Linked DNA regions of Sus scrofa: regions 2 and 3 are each linked to region 1. Evidence: chromatin contacts called from public HiChIP or PLAC-seq data. All regions are on one chromosome and are shown on one strand. Each heading gives the region's core, a stretch centred on a gene start, on an enhancer-like site or on the middle of the called end of the contact. The rest is flanking DNA. Distances are from core to core; before and after follow the strand shown.

The links. HiChIP or PLAC-seq counts read pairs in DNA pulled down with a chosen protein or histone mark.
Region 2: a contact with region 1 is called in an H3K27ac HiChIP or PLAC-seq map of alveolar macrophages. The contact joins the promoter of EMC7 here to the promoter of LPCAT4 in region 1. A contact is called at or near these places in 2 of 5 promoter capture datasets (fetal skeletal muscle and liver), 13 of 47 Hi-C or Micro-C datasets (alveolar macrophages, embryonic fibroblasts, epiblast stem cells and 8 more) and 2 of 2 datasets of contacts at active chromatin or transcription factors (alveolar macrophages and skeletal muscle).
Region 3: a contact with region 1 is called in an H3K27ac HiChIP or PLAC-seq map of alveolar macrophages. The contact joins the promoter of EMC4 here to the promoter of LPCAT4 in region 1. A contact is called at or near these places in 18 of 47 Hi-C or Micro-C datasets (alveolar macrophages, blood, brain and 9 more) and 2 of 2 datasets of contacts at active chromatin or transcription factors (alveolar macrophages and skeletal muscle).

The regions. Positions count from the first base shown.
Region 1 is chr7:80,139,586-80,143,710 of Sscrofa11.1, forward strand. It overlaps LPCAT4 (lysophosphatidylcholine acyltransferase 4), which reads left to right and starts at 1,723. Exons shown (of 14, transcript NM_001145867.1): 1 at 1,723-1,838; 2 at 3,106-3,248; 3 at 3,491-3,711; 4 at 4,051-4,125. The coding sequence starts at 1,725.
Region 2 is chr7:80,388,952-80,393,076 of Sscrofa11.1, forward strand. It overlaps EMC7 (ER membrane protein complex subunit 7), which reads left to right and starts at 2,247. Exons shown (of 5, transcript NM_001243700.1): 1 at 2,247-2,580. The coding sequence starts at 2,348.
Region 3 is chr7:80,268,834-80,272,958 of Sscrofa11.1, forward strand. EMC4 (ER membrane protein complex subunit 4) reads right to left here and starts at 1,858. Exons shown (of 5, transcript NM_001243441.1): 1 at 1,650-1,858; 2 at 1,216-1,330. The coding sequence starts at 1,735.

The sequences.
Region 1 (4,125 bases), core at 473-2,972:
ACCTTCCATGAGTTCCAAAGGGCAGCTCTAACCTGGGAAGGGAGGGGTTATAGAGACAAGGGAGGAGCAGTGAAGAAACAATAGTGCAGCCTTGAGGCAGGGTCCTGATTCCCCTTCAAGGGAGACACATGACAGAATCTTCTTCAAGCTCTTTTTCAGAACTAAAACCCCAATAAATAGAAGATGTTAACTATTTCAAGCAGTCTTCATTCCAGGACCATTAGAACCTACCCCAGGGCCACTAAACACCAGCTTTGAAGAAGAATGCAAGCTTACACCTACCCTGATCCTTAACTGTGGCCCTATTTTCCACTCCCCAAACTGTAAAACCACCTCCTATTCTCTCCCAAGGGAGAGCACAGTCTTTAGGGCTTTAGCCTCCTGTAAAGCAAAGCAATAAAAGCTATTGCTTTTATAAAAATAAAAGCTATTTTTTTCTCCTTCACCCCAAAATCTGTCTCAACGTTTCTTCTAACTTAACTTTTCCCAGGTCCCCCATCCAATAAAAGATTAATGGTACTGGATGACCCAGGAGCCCACTGATCGTCCACTGTTCCCAAGACCTTCAGGAAATGCTGATTGACGGATACAGAAGAGAGAAATAAACAGGGTGAACTGAAAGCCACTACTTTCCACAAGCAATGAGGCTTCTATCTCCTTTTCCTCATGAGCATTATCTGATTGTGTTACTGGCTATGAATCTCAAAGTCTACCCCATTCCCTGATCTCACCATCCCCTGATGAAGGGGCTGACCAATTCATGAGTTTTCTGGGACAGCTTGGAGTTTGGGTGTGAAGGGTATTACTTTGTCCTCTCACAAAAAGGAAAGAAGGAAAGAAACTGAGTAAAGAGACTAGGAGGAAAAAGACGGCTGCGTTCGGGGTTGTCCTAGCTCTCTAGGTTCGCTAGCCAGGCCTTCTTGGGCCCTGGTAAGTATACGACCCCAGTCTTGATGGTTACTGGCACCTAGCGGGTTGGAAGAGTTCTCCATCAGCCCAGGCGGGGCTTCCCGGCACAGGTAGGACGAGGATGTCAGGAGCTGAGGCCCTATGTAGCCGCCAGAGGGCGCGAGCGCCTCAAGTCCACGCGCGATGGCGTCGACCCGACCAGGAAGGAAAGGTGGTCGGCCTACTAGAGGTGGCTTCGGTCCGCGAGCCCGCGGGGACAGCGGGGCCCCGCCTCGCCCGGGAGCTGCCGGTCTCCGCGCGCAACGCACCCGCCCTCGCATTCTGTTCCACCCGAGGGCCCCACCCCGATCTGCGCTTTGCTGGTTGACCTCGACGCCCGGGCGGGGTCGGAGGGCGTTCTAATCTCCTCGCCCACCTCGCGGCCCTAAACCCGGTCCGAGCCGGAGGCCTGCGCGAAGGAAGCAGCCAGATCTTCCTAGAGGAACGTCACAGGGCCAGGCCCGGGGGCACCCCGTAGGCGGGCGCGGCGCTCCATCACCCAGCCTCCTCGTAACAATGGCCCGGGGGGCTGCGGGCGAGGCGGCTGGCGCAGAGGAGCAGGGCCGCCGGGGCTCTGGAAACCCCGCCCCTCGACCAGCTCCCTGACAACGCGGGCCGGGCCGCGCCGCCTGCTCCCCGCCCCTCGCCGCCCCGCACCAGGCGGGGCCGGGGCCAGAGCGCCGCCGCCGCTGCCGCTGCTGCTGCAGCTTCTGCTCTGCAGAGAGGGGCCCGGGGCCGGGGTCAGGGAGCCCTCTCTCCCACCTTCTCCCGCCGCTATGAGCCAGGGAAGTCCGGGGGACTGGGCCCCCCTTGACCCCACCCCCGGACCCCCAGCGCCCCCCAACCCCTTCGTGCATGAGTTACATCTCTCCCGCCTCCAGAGGGTTAAGGTAAGGTGTGGGCGGGGGGCGTCGGGAAGACTCTTGGGAATAGAAAAGGCCTTTTGGAGCTCTGGCAATGATGGGGATGGGAATCCGGAAAGGAGGTGGGTGGATAGGCTAGCGGGGCGGGAGTCCGGGGGTGCGCACGTGGGGGCGGCGGGGCGGTGGGCGAGGAGTCCTGGAGAGAACACGGGCTTAGGTGATCGGCAAGCTCGGAGGTGTGTGAGAATTGACTAGGTGAGGATGGTGGACTGCCGGGGACCCAGAGGTAGGGTAGATGGAGGACACTGAAGACTGCGGATTACATCCTGCGGAGGCCGATGGGCTAGGATGGAGTTGGAGGCTACGGATAGCCGCGGGTGGGGGCAGGGGCCTGCTGAGAGCTTCTGCGTGGTTGTGACTTGGAGGAGGTTTCTGGGCCCGGAGCCTGCACCCCCTGTGCCCTTCCAACAACCCCTCTTCACCCCGCCGCCCCCCCCTCCCCGCACCACCCCCACCCCCCGCACTGCAGCACCTCCTGGTGGGGGTTGGAAGGAGGTTGTGAAGGGGGTTGGCTACAGGAAGTGGAGGGCCGGACCAGCCTGGGGAAGCTGGGGAGTGGAGTGGTGTGAGAAGGGAGTGTCCAAGGTTTCTTTTGCCTCCGCCTCGCCTCCGCTGTCGCCGGCTCCTGGGGCTAGGTTTGTTTACCTGCCCTCTCCCCGGGGCAGCCCTTGGAGTCACGCTGGCTCCTGGCAACCCCTACCCCGTGGAGTAGGGCCGAGCTCCTCTTCTCTCTCCCATCCTTCAGTACTGAGGGATGCTGCTCCTGCTGGGCAGAACCAGAGACGGTCGAGGGTCTGAAAAGTGGACCTCTCTGAGTGTTCCACTCCCCTGCACCCCACCTCGGGCCCAGAGTGGAAAGAATGGTGCCCCTGATTTTTGTTAGACATAGGAGCTATTTATAGAAGGGGATGTGATGAAAAAGAACTGTCTCTAGCCTGTTCTACATAGAGCACAGGGCTGGGCATTTTAACACTGGTTAACATTAAAGCCTCTTAACAGCCTCAGTTGTATAGGTGTGGTGGGGACAGACTGAAAGACAGAAAAATGAGGCCTCTGATCCTATTGGTATCTTCATCCCACCTTGGGTTCCAATCCCATCTCCTGTTCCACACGACTTGCCGTCTGATCTCCAGGGGTGATGGTCCTTTGCTCTGGGTCCATCCTTGTGGGAGAGGGGAAGACTGGAGGAAACATCTCAGAGCCCTGAAGTGGCCTTCTCTCCCACCCTCTGCAGTTCTGCCTTCTGGGGGCACTGCTGGCCCCCATCCGAGTGCTTCTGGCCTTTATCGTCCTCTTTCTCCTCTGGCCCTTTGCCTGGCTGCAAGTAGCTGGCCTTACTGAGGAACAACTTCAGGAGCCGATTACAGGATGGAGGAAGTAAGTGAGGGGCCCCAGAGACCCAGATTTTCACTCCTCTTCCCTGCTGTCCATTCTGCTCCCTCTTTGAGAAGAAGAGGAGGGAGGGTTCTGAAACTCCCACCCAGAATGGTCCCAGAGTAACCAGAGACATCAGCCCTTTGCCAGAGTAATAGAGGGCAAAAGAAGGGCACCTGCTTTCCTGGGTGTGTGAGAGAGGGGCGGGATCTCTGCTTGCATTGATGCCGAGCCTTGCCCTGCAGGACCGTATGCCACAATGGGGTGCTGGGCCTCAGCCGTCTGCTCTTTTTCCTGCTGGGTTTCCTCCGGATCCGAGTTCGGGGCCAGCGGGCCACTCGCCTTCAAGCCCCTGTCCTAGTTGCCGCCCCCCACTCTACTTTCTTTGACCCCATTGTTCTGCTGCCCTGTGACCTGCCCAAAGTTGTGTCTCGAGCTGAGAACCTTTCCGTTCCTGTCATTGGAGGTGAGAGATTAAGAGGGGTGAACAACTCTGGGCAAAAACACACAGGAATCGGATATTCTGGAGAGAGCGGGGAGGGAGAAGTTAGAAAGGACGGCAACTGATGCTGGGGAATGAAATGCAAATTAACACCGTTTATGAAACAGCCTCTTAGACTTTGACCTCTGTGCGAATTAGAAGGGAGCAGGGAGCTCTGGTTAGTTCCCTAAAAGGACAACACACCAAAAAAAGGAGGGTCCCCCACTGAGGAGCATCTCCTACTGTTGAGGAAGGGGAGGCTGCGGGTGTTCCTGCGTCTGGGTAGAGACCAAGTGTCGCCTTGTACCCTCTCTGGACCCCCAGCCCTTCTTCGCTTCAACCAAGCCATCCTAGTATCCAGGCATGACCCAGCTTCCCGGCGCAGAGTGGTGGAGGAGG
Region 2 (4,125 bases), core at 997-3,496, 250 kb after region 1:
GGAAAAAAATTAAAATTATCACCAAAGATGACACTTTAAGTGATCATAAAAACTCTAGATAAGGATGGCAACTATGTTTTGGCTGATTCAAATTTTAAGAGTTCAAAGTAAATTCTATTTTATATATATTTAGCAATGTTAGCTTCTCCATTTATTTTTAAAAATAGTTTTATGTTTTAATAATTTATTCATAAAATTTATAATTATAAAAATATTTAAAAACTCAGAAACAGAACACTTTTTTAAAAAAGAAAGAAAAGAACTACACTTGTAAAACCCACAATCAACCTCTGTTGGTATAATCCAATATTTATAAAAATTCCTTGTGTCTGTTGGTTGGGGGGAGTTGAGTATTGTATCTATCCCTGTCCTTGTTCACCCCCTTGTGGCCATAATTTGTTCACCAGGTAGCAAAAAAGGAAGATGGAGAAAGCAAAGATCCTGAATAAATGAACTGATCACTTCTCACTTTAATAATATTTTCCATAACTAAGATAAGTAGGTCTGATTGAAATCTACATGGGTCAGGATCTTGAGGAAATAGATGGAAGACTTGAAGTGGTGACTGTAAATTATCCCTTTATTAAACTTTCTTGGAAGTAAGGGGATTGGTAAGGGAAATTGAAAGGGATGTCCTACAGATACTTCCTATTGGCTGAACTCAACCTAGAAGCACGCAGAAGGCAAAGGAACCAAGTTTTTTTCAATCCTTCAAGGGCCAGTCTTCCAGGGCACAAAGCAGAGCAGAGGGCAGAAGGTGGATCCGGCTGGGCAAACAGAGCAAATTTAGCACAAAATTTTTCTAAAACATTTCACTATAATTATCATTTCTTTCATTAGGCATGAGTCCTAGGGCTACATTATGGGATAACTCTTATATAATTTGGACTTGAATATCTATGCAATTCCCGTGGTCTACCTGGAAAACACCAGAGATGACAGAATTTCACAACACTTGAAAACATTACTTAGATTTCTCTCCTCCATCCAATGCCTGTGGAGAAGTTTAAGCCTGGCAATTATAGGGTCAAATCACTGGATTCTTTGGTATGAGAGTGACAGTAAGGTAGGGAAAGAAAGAGAAAGGCAGAAATGGGGATTCAGAGAGCTCAACTGCTGTGTGTTGCTGGTACTTTCCTGCCCTTTGCCCCACATAAAAAGTAAACTTCCCAGTTTCCACCTGAGATACTGTCCATCACTGATTACAGAACCAAATATGTGCCCAAGACACCAGCAAAGCTGGGTTACCAAAAAATGTGTGAAATAAAGTGAGATAAATTTGGGATGAGGCTATTTTTATTTCAGTGTATTTACAAATTTTGTATTATTTTAGAAAAGTGAAATTTAACTTCATAATTTAGCGTAGTTTTGATGGTTGGTGTTGGTGGGGAGGGTTGTAGCACATACTCTTTTTAAAGCATGTCTGCTTCTTCCAAAGATTCAATGTGAAGAAATAGCTATCTTCAGAAGACTTAGGTAAACTACCCCTAAGCAGCAGCTGCTGATGCTCAGAATAGAGTATGAGCTGCATTCCCAGTCCCTATCAGGGGTTCAGAGTACTTGATTCCTTTGTTCTTTTTCCAATTTTTGTTACTCTTCCCTGGGAGGCTAGCTCTAGGCATGGCAATGTCCAAGGCCCAACAGAAACTCTGGGCAAGGCACCTTGTCTATCATCAAGAAACGAACGGATTGAAGAAGATGATCTCTGAAATCTTGTCTTAATCCCCATGATCAACAATGGCAGGCTTCCCCCCGTTATGTTGTTTTCATTACGGAAAAGTATTCAAAACTGGACGAATGGTCTAAGATAAATAAATGCAGATAAATGTCCTCCAACTCTTTTCCTTTGTACCAGACGAAACCCTTTATAAATAGTTTACGTATTTTTTCCAGCTATTTTTCTGTGCAGAGACATTATCTCCTTTAAACACACAAACGGGAGCATTTTCATCTTTTACGTCTCGGGGAATCTCTAGAAGTTTTTTAAACGCTCCTTTCCGGACTTGTTTCTACCAAAGTCTCTTAAGTATTAATCGTCTTTTACTCTGGTGTGGTCCTAAGGCCTCGAACACACACACTTGAGCACGGTCGCTTTGTGCGCGGCCCCCTTAAAGCGACACTAATCACACGGCCCTCCAATCCCGAGCGCGCGGAGAGCGCTGCATTTCAGCCTCGCAAGTTGATTGGCCAAGACTTCTGCGCTGGTGTTTGAGTCCAAAGCTCGCGCGGAAGCCGGCGCGCCGGGATGACGACATCGGCCGGTGGCGGCGGCTGCGGCAGTGGCGGCGGCGGCAAGAGACGGGGAGGGCTTCCGGGGCTGCGGGTCTGACGGCGGAGAGCTGCTGTCATGGCGGCCGCTCTATGGGGCCTCTTCCCCGTCTTTTTGCTTCTGCTGTCAGGGGATGCCCAGAGCTCGGAGGTGTCTGGGTCTACCTCCGAGGGGTCAGGAGGGAGTGGGGCCGGCATAGGAGATCGCTTCAAGATTGAAGGCCGTGCGGTTGTTCCTGGAGTGAAGCCCCAGGACTGGATCTCCGCGGCCCGAGTGCTGGTAGACGGAGAAGAGCATGTCGGCTTCCTTAAGTGAGCTTCCTGAGGGCAGCGCGAAAGCGGTTGGGATGGAAGCCTAAAGGCAATTCCTCCTTCAGGAGCTAAGTGTCAGAATCTGACAATGTCGCTATCCGAGGGTAAAGGGGCGGGCGCCACTAGCGGTCTGTGCTGGAAGACCTTGGGAGGCAGTGGGACGGTTTCCCCTTCCCGGTCTCTTACCTCGAAATGAGGATGGCAGGTGCTCGCTCCAGGGCTGGAGCTGTGGGGTCAGTTATTTTCAGCTCCAGTTTGGCCCTCGATGGAGACCACCATTCCTGGACCCTGGGGACCAGGGTCATTTGTCTTTTGATGAAGTTTTTCCTGTGCATCTCATCTGGTTTCCCTGAAATCTGGCTGCTTTTTGCGTTCATTTCAGTCTCTTGGTAGCTTTATGTTGTGTAGAAGGATGCTAAGCAACTGGGAATTCTCAAAGCCCACAGGGCTTCTAGTGATGCTATAGACTAGGAGGCTAATGTTGCTGCTTCTAAAATTAACCGGCCCTGAAGTCCCTAATCAGCACCTTTTTTTGGCTCGAGGTGGGATTGTTGTTCTTTTTTACATTTGAATTCATCGAGGGATTCGAAGCATCACACGTGTCACTTATGTGAAACTAGGGTTTCTCTACAGTACTCACAGGCTTCTGTCCTTTTTAGATATTAGTAGAAATGGGATTTGAGCTTATATGAAAAACGTGGTGGGTTTATTAGCACTGTTGTTTTTCATAAGCCCGATTTTCAGATGTCTAGGCACAAGTATGATGTTTTAAATCTTTCAATCGCTGCTTAAACTGAAACTTTGAACTGAAAATATTTGGGAAAGGTGTTTCTGTGGTAGGTTTGTATACCAGCAAATGGTATCTGAAAAGCACAAAATTTAAATGTGGACATTTAATTCTGAATTTGATTTGCAAATATTCAGATTTTCTAGGCACCTTTGAATGAAAAGTTCAACCTCAGATTAGTAAATAATGACAGGAAGTTAATAGCCATTTTTTCAGTGCTGTTTATCATTAAAAATCTAGCATTAGGGAAGTCTTTTTTTTTTTTAATTAGGGCATTCTTTAGGGTTTACCCTAATAAATGATGTTTTAATGGTAAAACTCCCATTAAGGTTTGGAAAATTAACCACGATTAAGCACTTGATCTCTTCAGTATACAGTTTTTAAAAGCCATCTATTTTTATTTGAAAATGATATATAAATAATATGTTTGTTGAAGAAAATATTATCAGGAAAATAGAGATAACCATTTTATTGTATCTTTTTGAAATCGTATCCGTGTCTTTAATAATAAAATATGATATACAGTACTTTGTAACATAGTTTTTAAAAAAATTTATTGAAGTATAGTTGATTTACAATATTGTGTTAATTTCTGCTGTACAGCAGGGTGCTTCAGTTATATATATACACATATCGATTTCCATATAGGTTATTAATGGATATTGAGTAGATTTCCCTTTGCTATACAGCAGGATCTGGTTGACCATTCATTTCATATACAATAGTGTGCACATTTCAGTCTCAAACTCCCAATCCAT
Region 3 (4,125 bases), core at 608-3,107, 130 kb after region 1:
GGATATTAGTCGGGTTTGTTACCATGGAGCCACATTGGGAACCCCCCAAATCAAGCCATTTTAATAATACCTTACTATCATGTATTATTTACATTATACTTTGATGTACCAAGATGAAAAATGATAGGAAATTCAAGAAAATCACTGACATAACTCTGTCCTTTCATGTTGTGAAAAATCACTACATTTCATGAAACAAAGATTATTTAATATTGAGCAATATTAAGCCTGAGAGAAAAGGAAGTGCCAGGCACAGTTCTAGGGACTTGGAAGACAAAATTTTGCTCTCGTGGAAGTTACAAAGTGGGGGGAAAAAAAAAAAAAAAGGTAATAAGTAACCTATATCACATATATGAATGACAGGAGAAACACAAAGTAAGAAAATAAGATCGAGAATGCCATGAGAGTAGAATTCACTGAGAAGGTAACATCTGAGTTGAGACAGCAAGTCATACTGGTATCTGGAGGAAGAGTATTCCAGGGAAGGTGAAGAACAAGTACAAAAAGCCTGGAATAGAAGCTCACCTGGCATATTTAAGAATCAGCAAGGAGGCCATTCTGACTAGAGGCGTGAACAACAGGTAAAGTAGTAGGTGATGAAGTCGCTTAGCTCAAGAGATGGCAGATTAAAGCAGTAAGAAGTAAGATTTCTAATCTATTTTAAAGGTAAAACAAACAGACTAACCTGACAAATTGGTTGTGTGGTATCGGGGAACTAAAATAGAAAAGACGACTTCAACTAGAAGTTCCCGTCCTGTCTCAGAGGTTAACGGATCCGACTAGGAATCATGAGGTTGCGAGTTCGATCCCTGGCCTCGCTCAGTGGGTTAAGGATCCCACGTTGCACGTGGCTCGGATCTGGCGTTGCTGTGGGTGGGTCGGCGGCTTCAGCTCTGGTTAGACCCCCTAGCCTGGGAATCTCCATATGCCGCGGAAGCGGGCCTAGGAAAAGGCAAAAAAAAAAAAAAAAAAGACTTCAACTGGAACACATAACCAATTCATTATCAACCTATTATATGTTTTTTAATTTTTCCAGTTATTGAGCACTTTTGAGGCTGATACGTCAACCAATATAACACCAACCTCCAGCAGTTTAGCTACCAGATATTCTGGCTAGCCATCTGCAGTAAGATATTAATATGCTGCCTGGGAAGGGAGGTGGGTGTGTACGTCAGGACTGGCCCAAGGACTATGATGACATCTATACCTCTGTACCTTCTCCACTAGGATCCGGTCTGTCTCTTGCACGCTGGTATCAGGCACTTGCTTGTCCAAGTAACCAACGGGGTACAGCGAGTCTCCCTGGCCACCGCCCCGGTCACTTCGGCCCCTGGAGACCAAAATAAAAAAATTAAGGCCACAGCCTCGTACACTTCATACCCCACATTCATTTCCTGTTCTAATCTCAGGAATAAATATTCTCAGATGTATCCACCCAGATTACACCAAGCCCTCTTGTGGGCTCCTCAGAACCTTCATCTATTGGGAAGAATGACAAAAGCATGCTTCGGACACAGAAACCTCCACGGCAGAGAAGCCGCGACCTCCCCAAGAATTATCTTTGCGCCATCCATCAGAGTTGTGCCCGGGGGCTCAGGTCCTGTTCTGGGGTGAAGGCTCTGATGTCGAGCTTTGCCCAGGCTCCTCACCTGCTGCCTCCTCCAGGACCGCTCAGCTCAATCGCCCACTTGAAGCGCCGGCCTCGGTTAGCCACCAAGCTCCCCTGGGCCGTCATAACAGCGGTCGCCTACCAAAGCTGCAAAGCTTCCAACTCTGAAACCGAGCCGGGGCTCAGGCCCACTGCGTCTGCGGCTGCTAGGGCCCGCTTTTGCACCACTTCCGGCGCGTACGTATATACGTCATTTCCTCCACGGAATTTGTCCGGGCCGATCGTAGAGAGCGCTTGGAGCGCAGAGATGCGAGGAGGAAAATGGGCAGATACTAAAGCTTTCTAATGTGCCTTCCTACCTTTCTGAAGAGCTCTACTAGGTGTCCCCTGACCTCTGAGGTGCGCTTTATGGGTTAGAGGGAAAGTCCACACTGACTGCCTTAAGGGTGGAATCCAAGAAAACCTATGGAGCGCCCGCCTGCTCCCGGGATCACGAAGATTCAAATCTCTGTTTAAATCCTGGTTTTCCCACTGATTGTTTGACCCTGAGCCAGTTATTTAGTGGCTTCTGTGTGTTGAATGTCCTGGACCTTTGTGTTTATTATTTCATTTAATTATCTTAGTAACCTTGCGAGGTAGATCGTTTTATCCCTGTTTTGCACAAAACCTAGGAGGCAGTGTAGGCACATGTTAAGGCTCTTGGGTTCCAGATTATGGTGGTCTCTTTTACTGTTTTTCCCCCTTTTATAACCAATGTTGCGGCGAACTTCCTTGTACATCTTTTCTTATTTCCTTAAATTCCTAGATGGGTAAATTGCTGGATCAAAGATTATGCATGTTTTTTGTTTTTGTTTTCTTTTCTGGCCGCTCTTTGTCAAGCAGAACTTTTTATTAGAGTAGATAGCTTGTGCACAGAGAGAAGGTGGGGGGAAAAAAGTGCCAGCTCCCTGAGTAGAAGGGGCAAGATGCATTTATGAACAAAAGGGAGGGATTGTCTCATGATCACTGATAATTTCCAGAAATCATCAAACTTTTTTTAAGCTTTTTATGAAATTTTTAAAAATTTTTCTTATTTAATTTATTTATCATCAAACTTCTTTGATCAGCAGGTTATCAGCAGGAATAGACTGCTTCTGTGAGGGGGAAAAATGCATGAGAATTTTCTGCAGGAAAGCACCAGAGTAGATACGGTTTAAATTTATAGTTGAGCTTCTCCTCTTATGGCAACTGGTTATGCTAGATAAACTAGTATCTAGTCACTAGGTGTAGAGATAAAGTTAATTTTTTTTTTCCTTAGTGCCACACATGCAGCAAATGGAAGTTCCCAGGCTAGGGGTTGAATCGGAGCTGTAAATGTCTGAGTACACCACAGCTACAGCAACGAAGGATCCAAGCTCCGTCTGCAACCTACACCCCAGCTCACTGGGCAAGGCCAGGGATCGAACCCCAATCCTCAAGGGTCCTAGTCAGGTTCGTTAACTGCTGAGCCACAAAGGGAACTCCCATAAAGTTAATTTTTTATACCAGCAAGCCTGGTATTTGTCTCTGGGACTCAGACCTGTATGCCCAAGGCCATTCCCTGGTCCTTTTACAGAATAGCTGTGCTTTTATCTTCCTGTCTCATAACACATTGCATTGTTTGTTGACAGACCCTGAGCACTTAATCTTTACACACACACATGCACTTCTACCCCAAATTGCTTGAGGGTAGAAGCTGCATATTAATTTTCTTTGATTCTACAACCTATCGCCTTGTACATATAAAGTACTGAACAAATGTTTAGTGAATGTGAGTAAATTAATTGAAAGTAAATATAATACAAAACTGGATATACTATCATTAATTACATTTATGTAAAATAAAATGTGAAAACCAGAAGGGAATGCATTAAAAATGTTATATATTGTGGAGTTCCTGCTGTGGCACGATGGGATCTATGGTGTTTTGTGAGTGCTTGGATGCAGGTTCAATCCCCGGTCTGGCACAATGGGTTTAGGATCCGGCATTGCAGCTGCTGCAGCTAAGGTCACAGCTATTGTTCTGATCTAATCCCTAGCTGGGAACTCCATATGCTGCAGGGTGGCCAAAAAGGAAAAAAAAAAAGTTATGTATCTTAATCTGGGTGATGATTTCCATGCAGTTTTGTCTGGTTTCCAAGCTATTCTTGTTATGCTACTTTAATAAATTTTAAAGGAAGTCTTTAAAAAGAACATTGCCAGTCATTCAAATTATATATTCCTTCCCTTTTAAAATACTCCCCTATTTGACGTAAATTTAAATTTTATTGGAGTATAGTTGACTTACAAAGTTGTGTTAGTTTCAGGTATGCGACAAAGTCACTTATACACATATGTATATACATTCCTTTTCAGATTCTTTTACCATATAGGTTATTACACAGCATTGAATAGATTAGTTGGGATTGACATATGCATACTACTATGTAAAATAGGTAATAAAGAATGTATAAAACAGGGTAATCAATTCAAAATTTTTTTAAACTATAATTCAGTTT